2 separate regions of the Mus musculus genome follow, and region 1 is linked to region 2. The links are chromatin contacts, called in public HiChIP or PLAC-seq maps. All regions are on one chromosome and are shown on one strand. The core of a region is the stretch at or near the end of the contact, and the rest is flanking DNA. Distances in the headings are between cores, read along the strand shown. Region 1 has its middle 22 kb from the start of Rab29. Region 2 holds the start of Pm20d1 (peptidase M20 domain containing 1).

Region 1 (6,168 bases), core at 3,298-5,797, 93 kb after region 2:
TCTAGGGTTACTGGTCACCAGAAGATTCCTCAACTATGTAAATTACTCATCATTACATAGAGCTTAGCACAGTGTCACAAACCTATAACAATACTTGGGAATCTGAGGTAGGATTGCAAGTGCCAGGCCAGTCTGGATTATTAAAAAAAGCCCTAGCTCAATAGTAATAGTCACCATCACTGTCACCACCACCATCATCATCATCATCCCAAAATACCTCCCAAGGCTCCAGGTGGGAATAGGTAAGAAGTCACTAGAAAACCATTCAGTAGAACTCTTCGTGCATTTTCATTTCAGACATAAAAAGGGAAAGTGCAGAATATGTCTAGTTATGACTGTTTAAAAGAAACTCTGCTGCAGTTCCCAGAACCATCTGGAGAGTTTCAGCATAATAATGGTGTGCATACCTATTATAAGAACCTGTCTCACATGATTGTGAGTGCTGGCAAGTCCAAAAGTCCTAGTGTGGGCCTGAAGGCCAGAAAACTAGGAGAGCCATTATTCCAGTCTCATTGAAGGCTGTCAGGCAGAACTCTCTCATATTTGAGAGAAAGCAGCCTTTTGTTCTACTCAGGCCTTCAGCTGATTGGCTGAGGTCTTCCCACATTAGAGAGGGCTGTCTGCTTTACACAGCCTACCAATTTAAATGGCGATCTCATCAAAACACTCACGGAAATGCCAGCATAGCTTTTGGCCTAATACCTGGACCCTGACTTAGCCAAGTTGACTTGAAATTAATTATCCACAAGCTCTTTCTAATACCTACTGAACAACATGTAGTATTTTGATACCTTCACACACAATTCCAGTTTAATTCCTGTTCAAGTCATTACATTGGATAGAGACCGAGAGGAGGATGGAAAGAGGAGGGGTCAGGAGAGTTTATGATTTATCGGGATATGAATCAGAAGAACTGGGTACTGATACCTAATTTTTTCACTCAGATCCACAAGGTGTGTGAGCCTCTTATACTGCCTTTTGGAATAAGAAAAGCAGCAATTCTTTCTATTTTATGCTTGAGGGAACAAATGTCTCAAAAATTTGACTAACTGTAAGGCAGCTGGTTGCATTTGTAATTGAGCCAAGACATAACTTCACGTCTCCTCATTCCCCGGCTCTACTCTGTCACTTAGGTTTCTGGGAAACATTTGGCCTAAAAAAAAAAAAAAAAAAAAAAAAAAAAAAAACCTTTTTGGAAATTAAGCTCAGACATTTAGAGAAACAGAACTGAGTCCTTTGGGGTTTGAAGCTCTTGGTTTGTGATAGATATATTGCTTTTAAGGACGTGTCCATGTGTGATGTAGAGGTGAGTTATGAAATTTGTGGCAAACCAGCTGCAGCCTGAATAGCAAGTGCTACAGGCATTTTGTACAATATTTCAGTGGCCAGTTGTACTGAGAGACACCATCAAACGTAGTGAATAACAGAGTTTCATTTGCTTGTTTACAAAGGTCAGGGATTGTAACTAATTTGCAACTGTTACTGGTGGAAGCTAACGGTAACTGGGTTTATAAGTCACAGATGCTCCGAAGCACCTCATGCAGACCGTTTTTCATTTTCACAGCGACTGTAAGAAAGAGATAAACAAGGAAAGAGAGGCTCAGCGTTTCATTTTGTGATGCTAAAGATCAAACCCAGGGTCTCTTGGCAAGTGCTCTAGACTGAGCTACACTCTAGACTAGACTGAGCTACGCTCTAGACTAGACTGAGCTACGCTCTAGACTAGACTGAGCTACGCTCTAGACTGAGCTACACTCTAGTGCTACTCAATTCAAGTATGAGATCCTTTCCCCCAAACAGGTGATTATCCCAACAGTGCTCATCAAATACTCTGTTGCTTCCTCTCTAACTTGAAAGCTCAATAAAACCAAGGTTTAAATAAGGGTGTTTCTGGAACGAGTGTTCAATACGCTAATTCTCATACAAGGTCAATAATGTGTTGCCCGACTACCAATGTCTTTAGCTATGAGTTGGCCTCTTCAGGCAAGATATTTCTAATTGTTCTTCACACATTTAAAAAACAATCTTGGCATTTATCCTTCTTACTAAACTTGACAGTATTGATGAATTCATAATAAATTCTATGTGGATTTTGTAAGGCTCACGTCAAACATAGGGATTAATTTTAGAGAATCATAACAATATCCTTGATTCATGCCTGATGACCCAAGTTCCCTGGAATACAACAAGCCTGATATGATGGTGTGTCTGTAATTCCAGAACTCTAACAGTGAGATAGAAAGTGGAGGAAGAGGATGCTGGAAGTTCCCAGGCCTCTTAGCCTAGTATATGCAGTGCAGTAGAAACCAGAGACCCAGTCCCTCGAGGTGAGAATGGAGAAATAACCCGAAGAGTTGTTCTCTGACCTCCATATGTGTGCCATGGTACAACTTACACTCACACACAGAAAAATCATACGCAAGGTCATGTGCAAATTCAGGGATGGTAACGGTCATTCTAATTTCCAACATTTGCTGGTAGGAGCTAATGGTAACTGGGGTGTGACTATAAATCACATATTCTCTTTGTGTGTGTGTGTGTAATTGCTAATTTAGTTCTCTTGCTCTAATTGGCTGACTTACATTGGGGAAGAAATCATACATATATCATATGTATATATTGTTTTCCTTTTTTGTTTAAGATTTATTTATTTATCTATTTATTTATTTATTTATTTAATATTAGTATAGTGTAGCTGTTTTCAGATGCATCAGAAGAGAGCATCAGATCTCATTACAGATGATTGTGAGCCATCATGTAGTTGCTGGGAATTGAACTCAGGACCTCTGAAAGAGCAGCCAGTGCTCTTAACTGCTGAGCCACCTCTCCAGCCCCCTATAGTTTTCCTTTTTTAAAAAACTATTTACTTATTTATTTCATGTGTGTGTGTGTGTATACCTATGAGTATGTAAAAGTCAGAGGACAGCTTGCAGGGTAGTCCTTCTAGAGTGAGTCCCGGGAATCTAGTCAGGTCATCAGATTTGGTGACAAATGTCTTTCTTTATCCACTGAGCTATCTTTCCTGAGACAGAGTCTTGCTATGATGTTCAGCCTGATCTAGAACTCACTATGTGGCCCAGGCTGGTCTGGAACTTGTGATCTTGAGTGCTAGGATCACAGGCATATGCCACCATACCCAGCAAGAAGGGCCTATGTTTTAATGACTTTGCATCTAATACCTACAAAGCATGTGTCAGACATTAAACCTTGTTTATATGAACAATGAATGGAATAAAAGATCTAAATAAAATGTAAAAAGAGGGGCTGGAGAGATGCTGCTGACTGACTGCTCTTCCAGAGGTCCTGAGTTCAATTCCTAGCAATCACATGGTGGCTCACAATCATCTGTAATGGGGTCTGATACCCTCTTCTGGTGTGTTTGAAGACAGTGACATATATATATATATATATATATATATATATATATATATATATATGAGAGAGAGAGCGAATGACGGGGTTCTTTCCTGTGTGTATAAAATTGAGGGAAGGTGTCAGGTAGCCCAAGCTTACCTCAGACTCCCTATGTAGTAAGGATGGCCTTGAATTTCTGGTTGTCCTGTGTCTGCCTCCCTAGTGCTAGAATCACAGGCACACATGACTAAGCCCAGTTTATGCAGTGCTGGGATCAATCCCAGGCAAGCACTCTACTAACCCGAGCTACAACCTTAATTACTTCTATATTTTTATAGTGAAAGAAAATTAAAAGCTAGTCACTATGGAAAATGAAGATGGGACTGGAGATGTGCCTTAGTGGTAGAGCACTTACCATTCATGTAATACTTAGGCTTTGATCTAAAGTGCTAAAAAAGAAGGAAAGTATAAAACCGTACTATTTAATAGTCCCAGTGATGCAACTGATACCTCCGTTTACACTGAACTGCCCCCAATGCTCGTGCTTCCACCTCCCATTGCTCCAATGCTCCTACTTACACACACACACACACACACACACACACCCGCCCCTGGGAGCTGAGATTGCAGGTGAACATCACCCACCAGCAAGACAATTTTCAAGGTAGGATTTGAGATGAATAAAAATTCAGAAAGAGCTGAGTTAGGATTTCAGGTTGGGAGGAAAGGGAGTTTAGAAGGTGTTTGTTTGTTTGTTTGTTTGTTTGTTTTCGAGACAGGGTTTCTCTGTGTAGCCCTGGCTGTCCTGGAACTCACTCTGTAGACCAGGCTGGCCTCGAACTCAGAAATCCTCCTGCCTCTGTCTCTCAAGTGCTGGGATTAAAAGTATGTGCCACCACTGCCCAGCAAGCTTAGAAGTCTTATACCATTGTCTAAATGGTTTCTGTGTAGGGAGGTACTAATTAGGTTAAAAAGATGATTACTACATTGCTTAGGTCAATTACTTAACCAATAGTGGTATATCCACCTTGTCCCAGGTGCTAGGTACTTGTGACTTTGTAACTTTGGGGGGGGAGGGGGGACCGGTGTACCGCGGCCTACATTTGACAGAGGACGACCTTGGGTGTTGGTCCTTGCTTTGGGTGTTGTTTGAAATAGGGTCTCTTTGTTGTTTGCCACTGGGTGTGTCAGGCTATAAAACTTAACTAGCTTTCAAGGATTCTCTTGTTTTTTTTTCCCATCTTTCCCTGGGAGCACTGGGAGTACAGATAAGTACTATTGTGCTCAGTTTTGATATTGGTTCTGGGCATTCAAATTCAGTTCCCCATGTTTACATACCAACTGCTTCTCCTACTGGGCCATTTCCCTAATCTTTTAAAGTGCAATAATCTCTTTCGTAGGACTCCACCCTTATGACCTAGTCACCCCTCTAACGCTCCACCTCTTAATACCAACACACAGGAAATTTCAAGATGTGACCTTCAGAGGGACACAGACCACTGCAGGAGTAGAAATGGAAGGATGAAGTTAGCAGCAGGCTCAAACAAAGGAGTTGTATAAGTCATGTCAAAACTAGGGCTGGTGGTACAGAACAGTGATGAGTTATTGCTTCACCGGTGAAATGAGCCAATTCAAGCCAGATTAAATTATATAGGCAGGTTTATTGGAAAGCTGCTCTAGGGCAAGTTCACTGGCCCCAGGGACCTAGGCCAAGGAAGTCACCATGGAGGGGGCATGAGAGAATAGAGACAGAAAGAGCTTCGGGACACAGAGAAGAGTAGGGAGCCCAAAATGTCTGGATTATATAGGGAAGATCTTTGGGGGAAAGGCAGCCCAACCCCTGGGCAGGAAAAGTAAGGACTGGGGACAGGGTATGTCAGGTAAGGACTGAAGGATGCTGGGAGAACCTGTAGGCCCAGCCTGTTTTGATGTGTAAAATATGCACCTTGGTCCCTTGTCCACAGGTCTGAAACCAAACAGCCAGTAATTCCAGCTACTTGGTAAACTGAGGCAGGAAGATCCCTGGTTCAAGACCTTCCTTCCTTGTCTACAGAGTGAATTCAAGATTATCCTTCACAAATTATCAAAACTGTCTCAAGATTTAAAAAAAAAGAAAATTGGTGTCTTCATACCTGCATCCTAGCACTTGAGAGGCTGAGACAGTGTAAGACTCAAGGGAGCCTTAGCTTACCAGGGACCCCCTGAGTGAGCCACGTGGATCAGGGATTGATGCAAAAAAACAAGAGGAATTTATTTTTCCAAAGCACTGGGGTATTCCCAGACCTGAAGGAGAGGCTGCGACCCCCAGTAACCATTCAGTGAGTTTTTATATGGTTTCCGGGGGGACAGTATAGAGAATCAGCAACTGTGCACAGAACAGTGCACCCTTTAAACTGATTGGTCTCTAGGGAATAAGGTGACAAGGACTTCCATTGTCTGGAGGTAGGCAACAGTCCATCCTACAGAATGTGTTCCCACCCGCAGGTCGGTTCCTGCCCTGTGGTCTGAAAAATGTTAATTCGCCTCTCCCTTCAAGGGGCTAGTGTGTCCTGACCTTCCCAGAGTTCCTGAGCTGACTTTTCAGCAGGATGATTGCCTCAACTTCAAGACAAACCTGGGCCATGAAATGAGTTTCAGGATCACATGGACTACCATTGAGATCCTGTCTCAATGAAAGAAAAAGGAATAATAAACCTTTAAAAAAAAATTGGAGTTGGATCTAAGGATCTTTTTTTAAAAGTCTAAGGATTTAAAACAAATGAAGAGTGTTTATACAAGATCCTGGGTTCAAATCTCTGTAACACACATACAGAG
Region 2 (5,955 bases), core at 2,909-5,408:
TCTATTCCTGAACAAAATATCATGACCAAGAAGCAAGTTTGGGAGGAAAGGGTTTATTCAGCTTACACTTTCCACACTGCTGTTGATCACCAAAGGAAGTCAGGACTGAAACTCAAGCAGGTCAGGAAGCAGGAGCTGATGCAGAGGCCATGGAGGGATGTTCCTTACTGGCTTGCTTCCCCTTGCTTGCTCAGTCTGCTCTCTCATAGAACCCAAGACTACCAGCCCAGGGATGGCATCGCTCACAAGGGGCCCTCCCCACTTGCTCACTAATTGAGAAAATGCCTTACAGATGGATCTCATGGAGGCATTTCCTCAATGGAGGCTCCTTTCTCTGTGATAACTCCAGCTTGTGTTAAGTTGACACACAAAACCAGCCAGTACACTCTTCCAACCATCTCTTAACTCAATTATTTTGTTTAGACTAATCTAAGTTCTGCCATGTGGTTGTTTACTTACCTCTCCTCAGTTTCATACATCCAACTTTCTTCATGTCTGGCTGGTGAATTGCCCTCCTCTGACTCTTTCCCAGAGTTCTTTTCTCTACTGGATGTCCCACCTTACTAGTCTGCCTTTTGATGTAGGCCATAGGTGTTTTATCTTAATCAATCAGAAGGTGCCTTAAGCAGGTAAGGAAGGACAGAGATACATTACTCCAATAGGAAGTATCTGTCCTTGAACAAGGGTTTTACAAGTTAGAGGCATTTTTGTTTCATGGATCTTAGGTACAGTAATTAAAACTTAAAACACTGGGGGCTGGAGAGATGGCTCAGTGGTTAAGAGCACTGACTGTTCTTCCAGAGGTCCTGAGTTCAATTCAAAGCAACCATATGGTGGCTCACAACCATCTGTAATGGGATCCGATTTCCTCTTCTGGTGTGTCTGAAAACAGCTATAGTGTAGTCACATAAATTAAATAAATAAATCTTTAAAAACTTAAAACATAACTTTGGCTTTGCAGTGTCTCTGTAATCTGTTGACTTGAGTCCTCCACATAAATACTCAGAGTGGCTTAGCTAGGCTATGTGGTGATCTTTGTTTAGTTCGTTCTTTCTTTCTTTCTTTCTTTCTTTCTTTCTTTCTTATCAAGCCAGACAGGATCCCAGTACTGAGAGGGGTTAGTGGACAGAGGGTCCCACTCCTAAACAAAAACCTTGTAACTGATCCCTGCTGGCAAAGGAAAAACAAATTTTCTTCTATGGAGTGAAGGCCCAGAAGCAGTTAGCAAAAAAAAAAAAAAAGGAACTTAATGTTTCTTTTCTTTTCAAATTTTACAAAGCATTTAAATTTTTTTTAAACTGGATTTCTTTTAAAAAGCAGATTTTAAATACTTACGGGACATTTTAATGTATATAGCTCATATCTCTCTCTTGCTTCAAGATCTCCAAGGTTTAGAAAAGACAGTGAAATCCCAAACTTTCCTTTCTCTCCATTGCACAATTCTTCCTGATGTCTAACCATCCAAGCCTTTTTGGTTCAGGCTAATGGAGAGGAATCAGCTGCTGACTATAAACAGCTGTGAGCTCTGGATTTGCTGAAAGCTAATTGTGAACCAGTCTGGCTCGTGTGATTGCTCCCTGTCTCCTCAGCTGGGTCAGCTAACCAGCTGCTTCTGATGAATGCCCCGTTGCCTGAATCCCCTCCCCGCTTTTAACCCAGCCTTTCAGTCCTCCTGGGAAAGATCAGCAGTATCTAAGAGCCATATATTGCCCCATATCTTTAACTAGCTAAAATAACTAGGTCAAAAGAAAGCTCCTTAGCATAAAGGACAAAATGACTACCTATAGTACCCATCGGCATACCAGGAAAGGTGCCTGCGGAAAACCCAATAGGCCCAGATCTATCAACAGGTAGACTCATTAGCTGAAATAATTCTACAGTATGGCAAGGCAGTTGACCTGCTTTATGCAGAACAAGGAGGTATTTTGTGTCTATAAGAAAAGAACGTTGTTTCTATATGAATCACTCAGGAAACATTAGAAATAATCTGACTGTATTAAGAAAGCATTGCAAGAAGGAGGGGGGTGGCTGAGATGAAATAAATGACTTGCCACTCAGTCTCATCTCCAGGCTCTTCCTAGGTAGGAATGGATGTCAGCCATCGCAGGACCTTTGATCCTTCTGGCTCTGTTTTAAGTGCTGTTTTGGCTCTTGCATCATTCATGTCTTAACTGGATTAAACCCTACCACTAAGCTAATGGTTATTAGATCCCAATATAAACAGGTGCCCACATGGAAGTCAAGGATTTGACTCAGGATACAACTCCATGGGGGGGGGGGGGATGTGAGAACCAGTTGTTTTAATGATTGTGTCTAAGCGGTCCATAAAGCAAAAAATGCCTCTAACCTGTATGACCCTTGCCCCGGGAGAGATGCTTCTGAAAATGCTGGAGGCTAGTGTCCATGTTCTCACTCCCCTAAACTGGTTAGTTTGGCCCAACTGCACCCAATGTGCTTGATCACATGTGGGTGGGAGGTGCATGGGCAGGATTATTGCAGAATGCACGCCTGCCACATTTGGATGTAGCCCTTACTAAACTCACTAGAACACATACATGCACACACGAGAGCGTGCACACGCATGTGCACACACACACACCAGACAAAGACTAGTTGGGATAAGAGGTTATCAGTGGATGTGTGTGTGTGTGTGTGTGTGTGAGAGAGAGAGAGAGAGAGAGAGAGAGAGAGAGCGAGAAGAACAGCTTAGGAATAAATTTAATCAAAATATATACATGAATAAAGTGTACTAATGAAACCTGTCTAGAGGGACAGTACTGTGTTTCGTTTTCTCTGTCAATTAAAGAATTAAAAGGAAGATCTATTTTCAGAGTTCTAGTAGGACCATCATATTACACCCGAAAAATCAGAGCCCCTCTTGGGGTTCTTGGTGTCGTTAATAAAAGAATTTGAGAACCATCACAAATGGAAGCTTGAGGACAAAGAATACACTCTAACAGAAACTGGGGGACAGTTTGTTGGACTTTAAAAGGAAAACCCCCAGGGCAGGCAGGCTTAACCCTCAAAGCTTTGGGGAAGGGACCTGTAGCACTGGATTAGTTCTTTTTTTTTAATTGGTTATCTTATTTATTTACATTTTCAAATTTCAAATGTTGCCCCTCCCCTTGCCTGGTCTCCCCTCCCATTGATGCCAGACAAGGTCATCCTCTGCTACATGGGACCTCTGGACCCCTCCATGGCTCTTTAGTTGGTGGTTTAGTCTCTGGGAGCTAAGGGGGGTGGGGTCCAGTTAGTTGATACTGTTGTTCTTCCTATAGGGTTGCGATCCCCTTCAGCTCTTTCAGTCCTTCCCCTAACTCTTCTACTGGGACCCCTGTGCTCAGTCCAATGGTTGACTTTGAGTATCTGCATCTGTATTATTAGTCAGGCATTAGCAGAACCTCTCAGGGGACAGCTATACCAGGTTCCTGTCAGCAAGCGCTTCTTGGCATCAGCAATAGTATCCAGTTTAGTGTCTGCAGATGGGATGGATCCCTAGGTAGGGCAGTCTCTGGATGGCCTTTCCTTCAGTCTCTGCTCCGTTTTTTGTCCCTGTATTTCCTTTAGACAGGAACAATTCTGGATTAAAATTTTTGAGATGGGTGAGTGGCCCCAACCCTCAATTGGGGGCCACGCCTATCTACTGGAGGTGTTCTCTACAGGTTCTATCTCCCTTTTGTTGGATATTTCGGCTAATGTCATATCCATTGGGTCCTGGGAACCTCTCGCTTCCCTGGTGTCTGGGACTTTCTAATGGCTACCTCCAGTTCCCCCACCACCACCACTGCTACATATTTCTATTCATTTTCCCAAGGACACAAGGTCACATCTTGGCATGCTAAGAAAAGGTTCAAAACAGGAGCAAACTCGTCGGGGCTGGTTTGTCAAAGCACTACCTATCAACAGACACACTGTTGCAGTTTATGATGAAATTAAAGCTATAACACACACACACACACACACACACACACACACACACACACCTTTGCTCTCATGTAGTAAATGCCAGAACAAGAGCAGGCTAGTCCTGACCCTTGTCTAGAGGGCAGCAACTCAAGGGCGGGTCGCTCGATTGATTGGTTGGTTGCTGTCCAGGTCAATCAATGATTGGTCAGCAGCGAGTCATGCTTTAGGCTATTAGGTCCAAACTCTAGCCCGACTGGTGGCTTTTGGGGAGAGACATGGCTGAGCTACTTGCTAGCTTGCCCGCCTGGGCAGCTGTGCTCCTTCTCTTTTTCGCTACGGTCTCCGGATCCACTGGCCCTAGAAGCAGGGAAAATCGGGGGGCGTCCCGGATCCCTTCCCAGTTCAGCGAGGAGGAGCGTGTCGCTATAAAAGAGGCGCTGAAAGGTGAACCTCCGCCCCCTTGTTCTCAGATCTGAGTCCCTCAGTCCCAGAGGGCCTACCTCCCTCTGCTGAGGGACGCGGGCGGGCCCAGCCAGCGTTCTGCAAGCTTTCGGGACACTGTGCACTGGTCTAGCACTTGCGTCGGTAATCCCTTGCCTAGCCTAGAGGCTCCAGCTTCTCTCCTCTCAGCACTGTTGGCATCCACCCTACCCCTGTCTGCCTCCAAAAAGTATTTGTAGCACTTTCAACTCTAAATCTTTTAACCTTTTCAATCTCTGCGGTGCCTTAAAACAAAACTGTTTGGCTTCGTTAAATGATCTTCCCCAGGACTCCCTCAAGGACAAAGCTCTGGATAACATTGTAGAGTCAGTAGGACTCGCTGGCTCTGAAGAGAATGAATTATTCCTGGGGTGTATGTAATATGTAAGTAGTTCTCCCCTAAAACGGACTTAACAAGGCAACTAACTCATTGGACTTTCAGGAGAAAAGAGCATTTGTGCAGGCTGGTGGGACGGACGCCTTGTCAACTTCTCTTTTCTGTTCATTAAGTAGTGGATTCATTAAAAAAAAAAACTGCCTACACAAACATATGCAAGTCAACACAGTGATCAAATGCTAACCCTTAGTGGAAGATGGATTGTGCACATAGTGAAGTGAGATGCCTGGGAATAGTTTTCCCAGAGCATTGGGCAAATAGTCCTCTGCAAGCTGGTTGGTTGCCATCATCTGTCTATTTTTCTTCTTCTCTTTCTCTTTCTTTCCTTCTTGTTCTTTCTTCTACTACTTCTTTTTCTTCTTTTTTTTTCCTCCTCCTCCTCCGCCGCCTCTTCCTCCTCCTCCGCTTTTCTTCATCTTCTTCATCTTCTTCTCCCTGTCTCCCTCCCTCCCTCCTCCAAAGTTCTGGGATTACAGCTGTGCACCACCACATTCAGCTATGGTTTCAGACTTTTATCAGAAACACTCAACCTCTATCAACCTTAATCGTCTGTCTCTGACCACTGAATCCCAACAGGTGCCATCCAGATTCCCACAGTGTCTTTCAGCCACGAGGAATCCAACACCACAGCCCTTGCTGAGTTTGGAGAATATATCCGCAAAGGTCAGCTACAAACTAAGGGCTAAGGGTGGCAGACATACACTGGAGACTTTGTCCTTGATGGGCAATAAGGAAATATATTTTGCCATTAATAGAAGACAGTCACCTGCTCTGGGGTTGCCTTTTACTTTGTACATAGGATATATAAAGGGGTGAATCCAAATATTCCACAGTGGAGTATAAAGTGAGAACTATAGGTTAGCTTTTGAAGAACTAAAACTGGGAACTAACTGTGGGTTTGGGGTTTGACGCGCCTACATTTTCCCTAAATATGTATCAATTAACGAACTCTACCATTAACAGGTAACACAAGGGATTCACTCTCTTGTGCAAATGTCTAGAACTCTGTTCCAGCACTTCCACCCCTGTTACCATACACATACATGTGGCATGCAGGCACTATGTCTAGTGGGCTCCATTTACAGTAATTATTAACACACTCCTAAGGCCTGCCAGTAATGTGACTAATCTGCCCTGAGAACATCCATACCTGCATACAGAAGTATGGCTGG

Evidence for each region. HiChIP or PLAC-seq counts read pairs in DNA pulled down with a chosen protein or histone mark.
Region 1: an H3K27ac HiChIP or PLAC-seq map of embryonic stem cells shows a contact between it and region 2, with 14 read pairs. The contact joins the enhancer-like site here to the promoter of Pm20d1 in region 2. A contact is called at or near these places in 1 of 39 promoter capture datasets (cranial neural crest), 5 of 484 Hi-C or Micro-C datasets (B cells, the G1E-ER4 cell line, bone marrow-derived macrophages and 2 more), 4 of 115 datasets of contacts at active chromatin or transcription factors (bone marrow-derived dendritic cells, bone marrow-derived macrophages and embryonic stem cells) and 3 of 9 other capture datasets (adipose tissue, liver and pancreatic islet).

What each region holds. Positions count from the first base shown.
Region 1 is chr1:131,885,779-131,891,946 of GRCm38.p6, forward strand. No RefSeq gene overlaps it. Among named protein-coding and RNA genes, the nearest start is that of Rab29, 22 kb to the left of the region's middle. Within about 2 kb of position 4,548, at least 8 of the 459 cell types and tissues checked have an H3K27ac peak or open chromatin away from gene starts, as enhancers often do. A contact at or near this core is called in embryonic stem cells, where this site is marked.
Region 2 is chr1:131,793,237-131,799,191 of GRCm38.p6, forward strand. It overlaps Pm20d1 (peptidase M20 domain containing 1), which reads left to right and starts at 4,159. Exons shown (of 13, transcript NM_178079.3): 1 at 4,159-4,350; 2 at 5,360-5,446. The coding sequence starts at 4,182.